2 separate regions of the Anas platyrhynchos genome follow, and region 1 is linked to region 2. A link is a contact called in public Hi-C data. All regions are on one chromosome and are shown on one strand. The core of a region is the stretch at or near the end of the contact, and the rest is flanking DNA. Distances in the headings are between cores, read along the strand shown.

What was found. A called contact is a pair of places that touch in the nucleus more often than the background predicts.
Region 1: a contact with region 2 is called in a Hi-C map of subcutaneous adipose tissue, with 5 times the contacts expected there. The contact joins two enhancer-like sites. A contact is called at or near these places in 6 of 8 Hi-C or Micro-C datasets (F1 follicle, liver, skeletal muscle and 2 more).

The regions. Positions count from the first base shown.
Region 1 is chr18:8,826,148-8,833,740 of IASCAAS_PekinDuck_T2T, reverse strand. No RefSeq gene overlaps it. Among named protein-coding and RNA genes, the nearest start is that of WDR5, 19 kb to the left of the region's middle. Within about 2 kb of position 5,305, at least 3 of the 8 cell types and tissues checked have an H3K27ac peak or open chromatin away from gene starts, as enhancers often do. A contact at or near this core is called in subcutaneous adipose tissue, where this site is marked.
Region 2 is chr18:8,647,894-8,655,460 of IASCAAS_PekinDuck_T2T, reverse strand. No RefSeq gene overlaps it. Among named protein-coding and RNA genes, the nearest start is that of COL5A1, 73 kb to the right of the region's middle. Within about 2 kb of position 1,685, at least 1 of the 8 cell types and tissues checked has an H3K27ac peak or open chromatin away from gene starts, as enhancers often do. A contact at or near this core is called in subcutaneous adipose tissue, where this site is marked.

The DNA of each region.
Region 1 (7,593 bases), core at 4,056-6,555, 170 kb before region 2:
CAGGGCACGTCTCCCCACCCATTGCAACGCCACGTGCTGGCCCTCAGCCCCTCTGGCTCCGGCTTGGTGCCCTGCAAGGACTGCGTCGGAGCCGCCAGCTTTGCTGGACGAGGCCGCAGAGCCAGGTGCTGTGCCTGGGGCTGTGCACGGCCCCAAACCCACCAGCTGCACGGGGCTGCTGCATCGCTTCAGCATCACTTCGGCATCGCTTCATCAGAGCCCGGGCTGCTCCTTGCACGCGAGCAGCCTCCCCTGCCAGACACCGATGAGTTTATTAAGGGATTAAAAGTTAGTCTCCCCTCCTTATTGAATGCTCTGATTTATGCGAGCGGTTAAATCAATCCCATTTCCTGCGTTTTATCCCTTCTCCCCTAGGCTTTCAGGCTTGTGCTGTGTGAGACATTTGCTATAATCACATTGTTTTGAGGCAAGCGAGACACCGTGGGTGGTTTAAGTGATTTGAATAAATGAGCTGCGTTACTCAGGCACTTCTCCCAGGTGCTAATTGCCCCTCCTGAGCTGTGGGTGCCCATACCTGAACAAGTTGGTGCTGCCTCCCTGTGAAATATTAACGAGCGTGCTGGCTAATGAAGATGCTGTGGAGATGGGGTCCGAGCACCTGGCTTTTTTTGGCAGCAGAGGTGACCCCATGGGGCTGGGGTCCTGCCACCAGCCTGGGCTGGGCTGCCCCAGGCAGGGATTTCCAGGTGCTAGCAGGCAGTTGCTGGATGCACTGCATAAGCAGCTTATTTTGTCATTTTAATTTTTTAATCTCATGCATTCAGTTGTGCTCTCTTATTAGTAAGCATTATCTCTCTAAGTCCCATTAGCTCCGCTCAGAGCTGGGGTTTTGCTCGTGGGGGAGCCAGCGGAGGTCTGGGGGCCTGATCCTGCATCCAGTGACGTCCGTGAGGCCCCACGTGGCTGTGAGGCTGATCCTGGCCCTGTAGGGCCATCAGGGCTCTGTGTGATCCTCTGCTGCACCCACAGACCCTATCCCAACCCCGAGCAGCCCTGGTGATGCTCCCCCCAGAGCTGATGCAAGCCCAGCCTTGGCCCCATTTGGCTCCTCACTGCTCTAATGAGGAAACAATTTTCTTGTGTGCAAATGCATAGGGTACATCCAGACCCACCTCTGCCTCCATCAGGTTTTCCCTTTAACCCCAACAGCCACCCCCAGGGCTGTACTTTATTACAGAATCCCGAGCCTTGGGTTTAAAATTAGTTGACGACTTCTCTTTAATAAAAATATTCCTTCCCTCTTTAAATAGCACAATATGTCACACAAAGCCAGTGGGTCTGCTTGTGAAGATGAGACAGCTCAGAAAGGAGAAAGAGAGAGAAAAAAAAAAAAGTAAAAACACATCTCCCCAAACCCCTTCTGCCTAATCCAACTGAATTAGAGGATTTTGAAGTGGATTTAAAACTAAATCTTGATTAGGGAGAATTTCTCTCCAAGAGCTGCTGCACAGTAGTATTAATGGGAAGCGATCGTGGACAGAGGAAATAGGACAGAAATAACCGAGGGTAGCACATACGCACTCACGTCTGTGCATGAACTGAAAGAATCAGAGAATTTCTCGGGAGGAAAAGGGAGAAATTAAGCATCAACAGAACAAGACTCAGAGCCACGGGGCCAGCTCTGCTACGCCAACCGCATCTCCCTGCCTTCATTCGGCGGAGGGCTTTGTAGGAGAAAATCCAGGAGAAAAGTGAGGCCGGCGAAAGCAGGGAGGAGAGGCAGTCTGTGCCCGCTCCCCACCAGCTGGGGTTCATCCTCTGAGCCCCGGGGGGGCTGTGGGGCCGACCCCCCCATGCTCTCGAGACACATGCCTGGAGGTGCCCAGGGGATCCTCTCGCTGCTGACCATGGTGTTCGTCCTCCCGGAGGGTAAGTGCTGATGTCCCCAGGGTGCGGGGTGTCCCCTGTGAGCTGTGGTCCTTCACATCCTCCCCAACCCCGGGTTGCTAAAGTGTGATTTGTTTTCAGGATGAATCTGGGGGTATTCCTGCCCCAAGCGGTGTAGCTGCATGTTGCCTTGTCGGCAGTTTTAGGAAAAATGGTCACGTTTTGTATGAGGGCATGTGGGTAAGAAGCGTGGGCCAGGAGCCAGGATCCTTGGGGGCTCCCCTTCCCCAGTGACCCCCTTGCCGGGCCCAGGGGTGCGGGGATGCTCACACAGCGCCCCAAAAAGGTTTGGGAGCAAATGAGCAAGGGACAGGGAAGGGCTCCAGGTCATAATTAAGAGGCAGGGGGAAGGCAACAGCCAGAGGAAGCCTGCAGCGTGATTTCTGTTGCTGCGGTTAATAAATGTGTCTCAGGTACTGTGTTTGCCTTAAGCCCTGTGAGTGATGTAGCTGAATATCCTCTGAATGCCTTTTATTTAGCTTTAAAGAACTTGAAAAATGACTTAATTCCCACTCTGCTTTGGGGGGAGCCATTCTCAGACACAGCCACTGACCCTGCAGGGAAGGACCGAGCTGTCGCCAGTGCAAGCAGGGCTCTAGGGGGGACAAAGCACTGCCAGTGCTGTGGGCTCACGGACATTTGCTCTCAGCCACTCTGACTCTTTCTCTTCTGATTCTGGGTCATTTTACCTCCCTTGTAGACCCTGTGTTAAAAGCAGGGAGAAAACCAAACCAAAAATTAAATGATCCCTCCAGTGTGAGCGACTCTGGCACAGGCACGGTTGAAACTGGAGGATTTTGGAGAAACAGGCAAAAGCTGTTTCCGAGAGCGGCTGAGCCCAGGCTCGGTGGTGTCTGTGGTTTGGAGGTTTCACTTACTCTTTACAAACCTTGTTTCAAAGCTGCCTTGTTCCTGTGATTTGATCCCAGCTCAAATCTCCGGCTAATCTTTGATTTCGCACTGACCTCTAGCGGGAGCTGGCTCTGCGTTTTGGGGCCCAGTGGGTGAACAAGCGGCGGGCAGATTTGGTTTCTGACTCAGTGCTGAACACAACCTGGCGAGGCAGCGAGTGCTGCAAATCCTTCCGTGGAGAACAGCTAGGAAGGAGTTGAAGCGTTTTCCCCTGAAAAAAAAAAATAATAACAACCAGCTGTGTTTTCATATGCTCTCCTTTAGCATCCGGGCTCCAGTGTTACGGCTGCAACATCATCGTTGGCACCAAGTACGTGGACATGGGGTGCTCGAACCCCGAGGTGATCACCTGCTCCCACTCCCACCAGGGCTTCAAACACCGGTTCTGCATTAAGACAGAGAGCGGTGAGTTCTGCCCGCCTGCCTGCCCACAGCAAACCCCGAAGCCTCGCAGCCTCTGTCCCTGATGCCCCGCGCTCTGCTTGCTTTGCAGTGGTCCTGGGCAGCCTGCTGACCAGCGGCTGTGCCACCTCCCGTCACTGCCAGCAGCAGGAGCTGCCGGGGGTCCGCATCCACTGCTGCGATACCGATCTCTGCAACGGCTCCCCCCGGCTCGCCGGCGGCCGCCTGCTGCTTCCCTGCCTCCTGGCAGCCCTGCTCCTCTCCTGAACCCCCCCCCAAGGGGTTTGGGATGGGGGTCTCTGAGCTTCAGAGGGGGGATGTGCGCCCATCCCTGCTCCTGCGCAGCGCCCTCCTCGCCCCTCTCCTCAATAAAAGCCGATGAATGTTTTGCCCTGGAGAGAATGTTTGCCCTGGAGATGGGGCTGCTTCTTGGGAGGGAGGTGGGCAGGGGGTGTTGGGGTTGGGACCCCCCTTGCAGCCCCAGCACAAGGACATGGAGCTGTTGGAGGGGGTCCCGAGGAGGCCGGGGGGGTGCTGAGGGGCTGGAGCCCCTCTGCTGTGGAGGGAGGCTGGGGGTGTGGAGGAGGCTCCAGAGGGGGCTTATAGCGGCCTGTCTGTCCCTAAAAGGGGCTGCAGGACAGCTGGGGAGGGTCTCTGTGTCAGTGATAGGACAAGGGGGAACGGCTTTAAGCTAAAAGAAGTGAGATTTAGGTCAGATATGAGGTAGAAATTCACTACGAGGGAGGTGAGGCCCAGGCTGCCCCGAGGAGCCACCATGGCTCCATCCCTGCTGCCCCCAACCCTGGCAGTGCCAAGGACCGGGCTGGGGGGGCTTTGGGCAGCCTGGGCTGGGGGCAGGGGTCGTGCCCAAGGCAGGGGGGGCTCTGAGGGCCTCCCCAGGCCGAAGCAGGCCTCGGCTCTGCGGCTCCATCACACCCCACCAGGGGGCACCCGGGGGCCGCCAGCCGGGGTTTTTTTTTTTTGGGGGGGGGGGGGGTCGAGGAGCTGGGGCAGCCCCCCCATAAAACCAGGCTGTCCCCGGGGCTACCCGGCAGAGTTCACCCCCTCCTCGACCCCAAGAAAAGGCTGCAGGGATCTAAAGCAGCCCCAAAGCAATGGGGGATGAGGGGATGGAGCCCTAGGATAGCCCCTCTGGGGGACACGGGGGTGGTGATGGGGGGGAGCGGGGTGTCCCAAGGAGGCACGAGCCCGTCAGACATCGTCTTGAGCAAAAAAGCCCCAAAAGCTGGGGCAAAAATCTGCCCCCCCCCCCCCCGTGGAGCTGGACCGAAGGGGCTCCGTCAAGGTCATGGTGCTGGGAATTAAGTGCTGGTGCCTCGGGATCCAGCCTCGTGCTTTTATCACCAGGGAAACGGCAGAAAGCTCGCCCGTGAGGCCTGGAAGAAATGTTTTTATTCTAAACTTTTTTTTTTTTCCTTCCGATAGAGAAAAAAAAAATATTTCAAAAGGCATTTTCCATGCAGAACATCAGCTTTTGATGACATTTTTTTTCCGATGAGTGTCAGAAAACAAGTCTAAACTCTACTAAAAATATTATCTGAGGCATCTTCCCAGCAGAATCACCTTGGGGCTGATACAAGACATTTTCAGATTCTGAAGATTAACAAAAAAAAGAGGGAATTGGAAAACAAATCCTGCCACAATGACAAGAACGGCAGCGATAACCAATTCCTCTCCTTTCCCCTTACAATATTCCTTACGGATTTGGGGGGAGCAAGGAACCTTTCCTTGGCAGCTGGAGGTATTCTCGCTCCTGGGTATTTATCAGCCCGGATCCGTGCTGAGCTCCTGCAACCAAACCTTGGTGCCTTCAGCCAGCTCCGATAGAAATTCCCATTTCTTGGCTGGGACTGGGGATGAGCTGCTGGTGGAGGGGACAGAGTTGGTGGCCGGGGGTCCCGGTGTGGCGCAGGCCACCTTGCTGGCTAGCAGTGGCTCGAGGCAAGGAGCCACCTCCGTCCCCTCCGCCGTGGTCCCCTGCCGCCTGCCTGCCTCCAGATGGTGATGCTGCTGGCCCCGCTCTGCCCCCCTTGCCCGGCTTGAGTCATCCATCTTGCACTGTGTAAGAGGCCTGTTGCAATTAAGTAGGCTGAAGTGCTCCTGAACTCTTTAACCTTTGCCCTGGGATTGCTCCTTTTGCCCCAGGGCTGTGGATCAGCTCCATTGCACTCTCCAAACAGCGCCTGCTACTTAGCTGACATTTCTTTCTCCTGCTGGATCCTATTAGCACCCTGAGGTTGAAAATGCTACTTTGGAGTGTTGTAAGGAATGTGATTTATACTGGAAAGTAGCGGCAATCTATCTTTCCCTATACACACACTACACGTGAGGCTGGAGAGCTAAATCCACATCGCCTGAACAAACAGCAACTCGGGTAATTGTTGAGGAGGCTTTGGACACCTCGCAGGAAGGGCAGGCATGGAGCCGGGCTCGGGGCAGGCAGCTGACGGCAGGGCTGGCTGGAAAAATGCCTCTCATGCGATCCTGTGCCCGTACCCCTGCAAAAATCTGGTGCCAAAAGTGCTGCAGGCAGGGCCAGGAGTGGGGCTGTGGGCAAAGGTGCTGGGTCCCACAGTGCATTTCTCTACCCTGTGCCCTGCCCGTTGGCCTCGTGTCCAGGGGAGAGCAGAGTTGGGCAGAATTTGCACTGGTTTGCCTGCGTGCGAGTACGAATCACCGAGAACGCAACGCGCACGGGAGGCAGATGAAAATAAGAATTGAATGGTGCCTGAAGGAGGGCTGATTAGCCTTTATCAGATATGACACACTAACCACCGAGGCTCCTGGCTGGAATACCGGGCTAAAATCTCCGCAGTGTCAAATTTCATCCTCCTAAGCAAAGAGACACTTTCCATAGTGTTTGTGTGAATCTTCTGGATAAGCCCCGGAGACTGAAACCATCTCGGCTTCATGTGGGCATTAAAAGTCCCACCCACGTGTTTAAAAAAAGCCCCAAACCCAGAAACGCAAAAGCTGACATTTACTCGAAAATGTCTTCTTCCTGCATCGCTGCATGGCATCCCGTGCGATCGGCATCTCCTCCCTCCTCGCCGGAGCTGGCTGCGCCCGAGCAGCGCCGCGGGCATCCCCGAGGGCTTGCGCACCAAAAGCACAGCTGGGAGCCAAGAGGGGGCTTTGCACACGCAGAAGTGTGCGCACAAACAGACGCACGGGCACGAGCACCGTGCTTTCCGGGAGAAAAACCGACACCGAAAAAAACCCCTAAGCAGCCTCTGTGTCAAAAGCCCTTTTATAAAAGCCTCAGTAGCTAAAGAATTGCCATTGTTTCAGTCTCCAGTGAGTGCTAGTCTTAAAATATTTCCAGCTCAGAGCAGGCTTTGACATTCTGCCCAGACCCAGGAGAGGGAACAAACATGAGTTCAAAAATGTTTCTGCAAGGCACGGAGCCTTCTTTTTGGAGAACCCTGCTCAGCATCTCGCTTCTTGTGGCTGCGTGTCCCCATCCCACAGCCCCTGGCAGGGGAAACACCCCCAAAAGCACCCCAAAAACGGGGAGGTGATGGCTTCTTGGGGTCCTCAGCAGTGCAGGAAGAGCTGGCCTGGATTTCATGCTGGGGTTTGTTTTCATGCTCATCGCTTTGCCCTTGTGAACAGCAAAACCATATTTTTCCCCCAGCAATGCAGAACTCTGGGCTGTGCCTCTTGTTTTGTTGCTGATGGGTTTCACCACTGGTGCACCGGGCAGCTCCGTGGTGCTTGCCCAGCTCCACGGTACCGGGGCAGGCAGGGCGAGAGCTGCTGCAGAGAGGGGGGAGCCCGAGCATTCAGCACTAATCCCCTCAGCCTTTTGCTGTGTTCGCCAACGATGCTGGGCATGCCGCAGAGCCAATTTGGGGGCTGGAAGCTCTCCATGCTGCCTGCAGGAAGGGGACGTGAGGGACGGACCACGGCACACGTGTCCAGCGTGCCGGCTCCTCAGGGTGCTGGGGGTGGGAGCTGGGGCAGGAGGACCTCGGGACAAGGCAGCCCCCAGGGCTTGGCATCCTGGGGAGCTGCAACAAGCTCCTTGGCCAGCGGTCCCAGTTTCTCACCCTTTCCCTTTCCATGCTCTGAAAAGAGGAGGAGAGGAGCCCAGATGTACATTGCTGGCTTGGCTACCCTTCTGCAAACCGAGGTCTTCCCCACCTTCTCACAAAGCGATTTTTTTGGCAGAAAGGTGCAGAAAAACCTCTGGATGTCTGTAGGAAAGACGAAACGAGCTGGCTGCCCCAGTGACAGAAACCACAGCCGGGCAGCAGCCTTCCCCAGCACCCAAAGAAAAGCCTCCAGCAGCCCTCCGAGCCCCAGCAGGGGCAGCACGGGGCCGTGCGTGGTGCCGGTGGCTCAGGA
Region 2 (7,567 bases), core at 436-2,935:
GGCCTTCTGCAGCAGTGACATTTCCACGGGTCCCCCCCCCCCCCAAATTTCCCTGCGCTCCCCAGCCCAGTGCTCCCCACTGCGGGCCTGGCATGTGGAAACTGGGCTCTGGGCATTTCCCTGGTGGGACTTTGGGGTGTGCTGAACCGTGCCAAGCCATCCTGAGCTGTGCCATGCCATGCCATGCCAAACCCAGCTGTGCCATGCCAAATCAAGCAGCCCAAGAGCAAAGTGCTGCTGCCCCCTCCCGACAGCAGCTCCCCAACCCCCGCAGCCCCCTGGGCAGCCTTGGGTTTGCTCTCCCCCCGAGGCTCTCCCCCTGATCCCAGAGCCCAGCAGCTCCCCGCAGGACCCCCTGCAACCACCTCACCCTGCCCGTAACAGCCCCTGCTGCAGCAAGGTGTGCAGACCAACAACCCACGGCACAAAACTCTGCATTTTGAAGGTTTAGACCTCATTTTTCCATCAGAATACAAAAACCTTTTTTCCTTTTTTTCTTTCTTTTTTTTTTTTTTCCTTGCAGTATGACAAAGGGTTAATAAGAGGCTCGGAGGGAAGCGTTGCCTAAAATGAGTATCTTTCCTTTCCAAAGAGCTCGAGATCCCAAGGCACAGGCGAGAAATCCTAGCCACAAAAATTTCGCATCCCTCTGCCTTACAACACTGGCAGTGAAACCTTGTTTGGCTTTATAGGCAAGATTTTCCATACCGTGCTCCAACGCAACTCCATTCCGCTAAGCCCACATCTTGTTTTTCTACTGACAAAGTGAGGTATGATTCTTGGCTCGGCGATTTTCTGCTGTGGAAGACTAAATGAAAAGATGCTTTTAAAGCTCATTCACTCAACACTCAACCCAAAACCCAGGGGGAGGGTCAAATGGAAATTCATTAAAGTTATCAGACGGCCTTTCTGCTTTTGTGGCGGGTACGAGGCTGAAGAAAATTAAATGAAGACACAAGTGTTTGTTAGGATACCGCGAAAGGTAGAGCAGCCCGATGAGTAAAACAGCCGAGTCATTTAATTTATTTTCTTACAAAAAGCTTGTGTTGGAGTCATTGTGAGTCCTGAGGACACAGCCCTTGGTGTTCGTTTTGTCTGGATCTTTTAATTTATGGCATGAAAGCATCCTGCCCTGCAAGAAGGGCAGCCGCATGCTTCTCCCTGGCAGGGGCTACCTGGCAGGAGCTTAGAGCTGAGCCGGGGAGGCAGGATGGAGACGGAGGAGGGAGGACGAGCGGCCTCGCTCAAGGCTGGCCAGCAGGGAAGGAGTGGAGAGGCTGCTCCCAGCCCCTCTTCTCAGCCTCCTGCTCTGCCCTTGTGAATTTGGCACACCAGCGCCCATTTCTGGGGCTCCCTGCCCCTTCCTCACCGCTCTCTGCTTGCCCTGGTTGGGGTGAGGAAGGAGCAGGCGGAGGGTCCCCGAGGATGCTGCGCCACCAGGAGGGGCCGAGGGCTTTGTGGAGCTGCAGGGGGGTCTCCAACACCCCTGGGGTTACACCGCACACCGTGGGCAGAGGAAAGCAGCTCCCCGAGCAGGACCAAGCTGGGGGGGCTGCTGCAGTGTGTCCCCAGCCACCAGCAGCTGCCTCCCTTCCCGGCTCGCCGCCCGGGCAGACACACCAGGACGTGGGTTCCTGGGCGATGCGAAGACATTACCTAATCCTTTGAAACCGGATCCTCCCGTCAGGCTCCAGTTGGAGGAGAAAAGCTTGCTCTGGCCTGTCTGTTCCTGCTCCAAAAAAATGTTTCCCTCCTCATGGCAAGGAACGTGCTGCGGACGATTTCCTGCTATCGGGAGGGTGGAGGTGGGTCCCCAGAGACCCCTCTGATTAACCCCTGCCTGGGAAGCCCTGGTCCTCGTGTGCTGGTAAATCTTCCTGTTCCCATTATGGGGACTGCTGCCTTGAGCAAGGAACGAGCCTCATGAAAAAAAAATATAAAATAATTTAGACCCATTTGCACCATCCAGCCAGCTGTGGATTCACTAGTGTCTAATACAGGATGCTCTCACACAAAGGAAAAAATTGGGTGCTTGGTCCCTGCAGGGACTGGGAGAGGCAAGGGGAGCAAAGAGAGTGTCCAGGGGATTTGGGTGGGATTTGGGGAGGTTTCTGAGTGCCTCAGTCCCCTGGGTTGCTTCCACTTGGTACCTGCAACCCATTTCAGCATCCTTGCAGGGTGATGCTCTCTCCAAGCATCTCAGCCTGCTGACAAGCAGGAGGAAGGCTGGCAGGAGAGACAATTTGTGGCTAGCTATTTGCTGTTGTCACTCCGACCATTTTACCTTAAGAGGCAATAAAGATGAAAGCCAATAATAAGCAGCCAGCCATCATTTGGGGGGGAAAGGCTATAATTTACTTTGCCAGGGCTGCAGGGAGTCCATCTGAGGCTGGCGTTATTGACAGGAAGTCTATATGGTTTGTTTCTTACAGTACTTACGTGCGCTCAGAGCAGTTGAGGGTGACATTTTTAAAATCTAAAAATATACAGCCAGTAGCTAACTTCCAGCAGCATGGAAGGGAAGAGAAGGATTTATGCCCAGAACGTTTTGAACTTTACAAAAAAAATAAATAAAAAAAAAATACGGCTGCAGAAAAGGCTTTAAGGGGTTTGTAGGAGGGGAGCGGTCCCCTGGCTGGCTGGGGGGGTCTTGGTGGGGCTGTCGGGTTTTGGCCACTGGTGCTGTGTTGGGGGACCTGGTCCTGGGCTGGATTCTCATTTCTTTCAGGGGATGTAAATGGGGAAGGATGCTGCTGAAGTCGCAGCAGTTACAGGCAGATCAAACGAGAGCAAGCGAAGTCAACGGGTGCTTTTGTGCAGCCCTGGGTTGTGGCCACTAAACCACACTGTGCCTCTAGGGAGAGCCCCGAGGGGTTTTTCTGTGGCTGCTTAGGAGGGACAGCCCCCAGGCACTGCCCCTGGCACAGCACACAGCTCCTCGCACTGCCCCAGCTGCCCAAACCTCGCCGCTGGCCCAGGGGAGCGGACACATCCTCTTCGACCCCATCCAGAGCACAGGGCGGCCTTACAGTCACCCTGCCATCCCAGCAAGCTCCGTAGAAATGAGGTTTTAACCTCAAAGGAAGATGATGTTGATTCTCATTTTCTCCTGCTCAAAATAAGCAGTAACTCTGCCGATGGCAACACTTCCCCCCGGAGTACGAGGGCTTGATCCTACCAAGCTGGGGAACCCAATGATTAAGACCTGTCATAGCCTTTTTCACAAGAATCATCAAATCCTTCCTTCTCTCCAAGACATTGTCTTGTGGGGAGGGAGGAGGTGGTTTCAGGAAGCACAACCGGTGACTAATCGCCCTCCTGCCTCTGCCAAGGGAGAGCAACCAGCCGCACGAACATCCCCGCTGCTTGCGAGAGCTGCGCGATGTCAGCGGGGTTATGATTTATGGCAATCAATCCATCACCCTTATTTATAGCAGCGGCTCTCTGTGAGATTTCACACACGAAGATTGGCTTGTTCCATGGCATTGCTCCTGCCAAAAATTGTCTCCGGGCCTCCCGACCCTCCCGGGGGCTTCTCCACGCCACTTGCGTGCCCACATGGGGAGGTGCCGTCGCTTGGCAATCCCTACCCCATTTCTCCCCCTTTGGAGACTGTGTGCACATTCCCACATCGCCTCCTTTTTCCCTTCCTCTTGCCTTCTATCTTTAGAGAGCTTTTTTAGACAGCCGGAGGTTTTCAGGCCAGTGGAAGGAGGCTGAGGGCTGCCGAGATGGGAGCGGAGACCGGCGGCGGGCAGGGACAGACGTCTGCGTGCGAGAGCGAGCGGCTGATCTGCATGTTTCTTTATTAAAAACACGATCTCTATCTCTGCGAAATGTCCATCATGACTATTCAAAGACACTTCTGCTGCTCGCCAATGGCTGTTGTTCAGGTTCTTTTCCATCCTGCTGCTATTTTGCTCGTTTGTCCTGCTGCTCCCGGATGTCTGGGTGGCCGCAGGGCCACGGGGGCTGGAGCTGTTTTCCAGCACATCCGGGAAACTCGGAGAGGCAACGGGGGCTTCCACTCTGCTCCATAGGAAAAGGCTGGAAAACCGTGACTCTGGTGGTTCAGCAACCATACAGCAAATAAAAGGAATGAGAATAGAGGAATAACCCTGTAACCCCCCTGGTTCTGTGAGAGCAGGGGACCAGGGATCTTGGAGTCACCTGGGGATCATAATTAGGTTTTATCTCTGATTAGCTGGGAACAGGAAACCTTTTTTTTTTCTTTTTTTTTTTTTTTTTCTTTTTTCTTTTCTTTTTTCCTGTGGCAATACGTGGTCACGGCGAGAGAAAGTGTTGCAGCCTCTGTTTAAACCCGAGCCTGCTCCCAGTGCTTCAGTCAGCTCCGTTTCTGCCGCCGTGATGAATGGGGCCCGGGGACGTGATACCTGTAACAGCCAAATCACTTACCTTGAAAATGCAAACCTTATGGAAAGGGAATCAATAATTCCTGCAGCCTGGGCTTTGCTGACACGCGGCCCGAGCCCGCAGGAAATAAACCCTTTGTTAATCTTTCTCAAGAGGCACACAGGCTCCTATAAAAAGCTCCTGAAGTAAGTAACTAATTACAGCCTGCACGAGGCTCCAGTCTGTCACCCCCGACAGCTCCGTGGGAGCAGGGGCTGCAGCGCCGCTGGCCAGGATGATGGACGAGTGCGCGCGAGCTCTTGGCTTCGCTCTGAAAGAGGAAGAATTAATGGGCAAATAAATTACAAATCAATTATTAAACCTTAGCAGCGTGCGGGGCCCTGCTCGGGCTGGGTATCAAATATACATTTCTAATTAACTCAACAACTCTTGTCTCGTGTGCGCTGGGTGCTGCCTGCCGCTGGAAATGTGAATTTTTGTCGTGCGCTCTAAACGGAGCCTTGCATTTGGCTCTTTCTGCCACTCAGGTCTGTGATGGAGCACTTTTTGGGCACAGAATATGCCAAGAGACACTCGGCTTTATGCTGAGCACCAGACCAGCCTCGGGCAAGCTGTGGAAGCTGCAACACGGAGGGGGATGGATCCGGCACGGATAAAGTGCTCGGTGTGCTGTGGGGTCTCGGTTGCTTTCCCTGAGCCCCAGATCCCAAATTCAGGCAGAAGCCACCGTGCTTTCCTCCCCTCCCTGCCTGTCTGGGACTGTCTGTCAGCACCCGGCGGTATTGCCATGAGAACAACCACCGCCTGCTACCTGCCCGCGGTGTCTAGACAGATCCCAGGCCAGAAGTTCTTCCTGGAGCACTAGGAAAATAAAAGAGGCTTGGCAGATGGACTGCTGCAGCGGCACACCCACCTCTGCTATCCTCGGATGAATCCTGGCCTCGAGTCACCAGCACCTCCGCTCCCAAGTCCCAGGGGTGAGAAGCCCCTCGAGGAGCTGGCGGCTGCGGGGGGCTGTGGATGGGGTGGGATTTCGCGGGGTTTGGGATGGATTTAACACCTGCGTCGCTGTAGGGCCAGGTAGTCGTGCTCCGTGCCGAGGCAATATTTCTGCTGCTCACTAATCAATTATAATTCTTAGACAAGCTCCCATATGGTGCCTTTATAAATCACTCTCTCCAGTTATCAAGCCTGTCTTATTTGCCTGACATGAGCTGTAAGGAGGGTGGTTTTTAGGCTAATGTTGACTCAAGTGCACAGAATGTGATTTATTTATAGAGTTTTAGAGAAGTGTTTTAAAAGTCAAAATCCGGGTCCTTACGGCGCTAAACCAAAAGCTGACGACTCATTCTGCAGCCTCTGCCTGAGCATCTCTGTAAGAAGCCCTGGTTTGGGGGATCTGGCCTGTAAAAACAGGTCCCCAGCCACCGCAGGGAGCTCGGTGGGCACAGGGGAGCAGCTCTCCATCCCTCGCAGGGCACGGGGATGCTGGGGACAGGTAGGGCCACTTGGGCAGAGAGCTGAAATTCGGGGGCTTGGTGGAGGGGCTGGACAGAAAGCAGGGATGAAGGAGCTCGAGGGAAAGCAGAGCAAAAGAGAGGAGCCCTTTGAACCCCTCATGAGAGCAGAAAACAGCCCAAGGTGCTTGGGGTACGTGGGGTGCTGCTGATTCTGAGCACAGAGCAGAAAACCGGGGTATGGCACAGCCGGGTACCCTTGCCATGGGATAGAAAGGGTAAATGGCAGCAGGGCTCTGGGTACTGGCGTTTATTTACCGGCCAGAGCCGAGCTTTTACCCGGCTCTGTGATCTCACAGTGACTCTCTTGCTCCCCCCAGTGCTGCCTTCACCCATCTCCGCCGAGCACCGAGGTCCCCGAGCATCCCGTGCCCGCTTCCTCCCCACCTCCCCAGCTCCCATTTCTCCTCACGAACACTTCTCCAGGTCGGGGACCCAGATTTTTGCCCCGTCTCCTTTTCAGAAACATAAAGCCCCCATTTTTCCCAGCCTAAGCAGCCTATGTGCCAAACAAAGCACAATGTGCAACCAGCCTCCTGATCAGCCGATCTGCCTCTCGTCTATTTTTTAATCACAGGTTTCGGGATTTGTCACTTGCTTCTTATCAAAATTCACAGCCAGCCTGCACCGGTTGCAGCCGATGAGTAACAGGTTTCTGCTGGAGAGCCCCAAAGTTCTGGTTTGCCATCCACCCCCCGTGGCACAGCCATCCAGATACCTCCCCCCCGACACAAATTCGCAGTTTTCTGTTTCACCTACGCCAGCCCTGACCTACACGGATGCTCTCTGCTCAGACGGGGTTGTACCCGTTGCTGCACATTTTAACCCCTCTCCCACGGAGCTCTGGTTCTGGCTCCTGTCGTGCCAGAAAGGGGGGGACAGGGAGGGGATATTTCCCCTCCTGATGGTGCTGAATAATCAACGCTTTTCTTTTTTCCCATGGGAAAAAAAAAAAAAAAAAAAAAAAATCAACCTGAAAGGAAAACCCAGCACATTAGCTTGGTGTCAGGAGGAAAGGGAACCTCCCTGGGCACGGCGCGTTTGGGTGATTTGCATGATTTGAAGAGGAATAAGAGGAAGCCTTGGGTAGGAAGGGGAGCGAGGAGGGTTCCGGGCAGGTTTCTCAGGAAGGCAGCAGCGCCCTGACGGCACCCAGCTGCCACTGACCCGCCTGCTCTGAACAAGTTGGAGCCTGCACCTGCCTCAGAGCACTTTTAGGGAGGAGAGGAGGAAGCCTGAGGCTTGTTAACACGACGATGCTAAGGAGCAAAGCCTGGAAAGCGGGGCCCTCGCCTTCCTCGAGGCTTTCGGGGTCCAAGCCGAGCTCCCTTCGCCCTCACCCTCTGCGGGGCTTTAACCTGCAATCCTCCCGCACAGGACCACCGGGGGCGGCCTCAGCGTGCCTCTGAGCCTCTGGGCTCTGTTTTCCCCCTCCCCGGGTTTCGGGGACCCCCCCGGGTTTCGGGGCCCCCCCCGGGGCCGTGCCGGTGTCCGCGCTGCGCTGCGCCCGCCAGGTGCCGCCCTCGCCCCGCGCATCCCCGAGCATCCCCCTGCGCCCTCCCATGGGCTGCACCCCCCCCGTCACCATGGCAACGCCTTGGCAACGCCCTAGCAACGGGTCCTGGACCCCCCCCATCCCTCCTGCACCCATCACTTGGGTGTCCCCCACCCTAAAA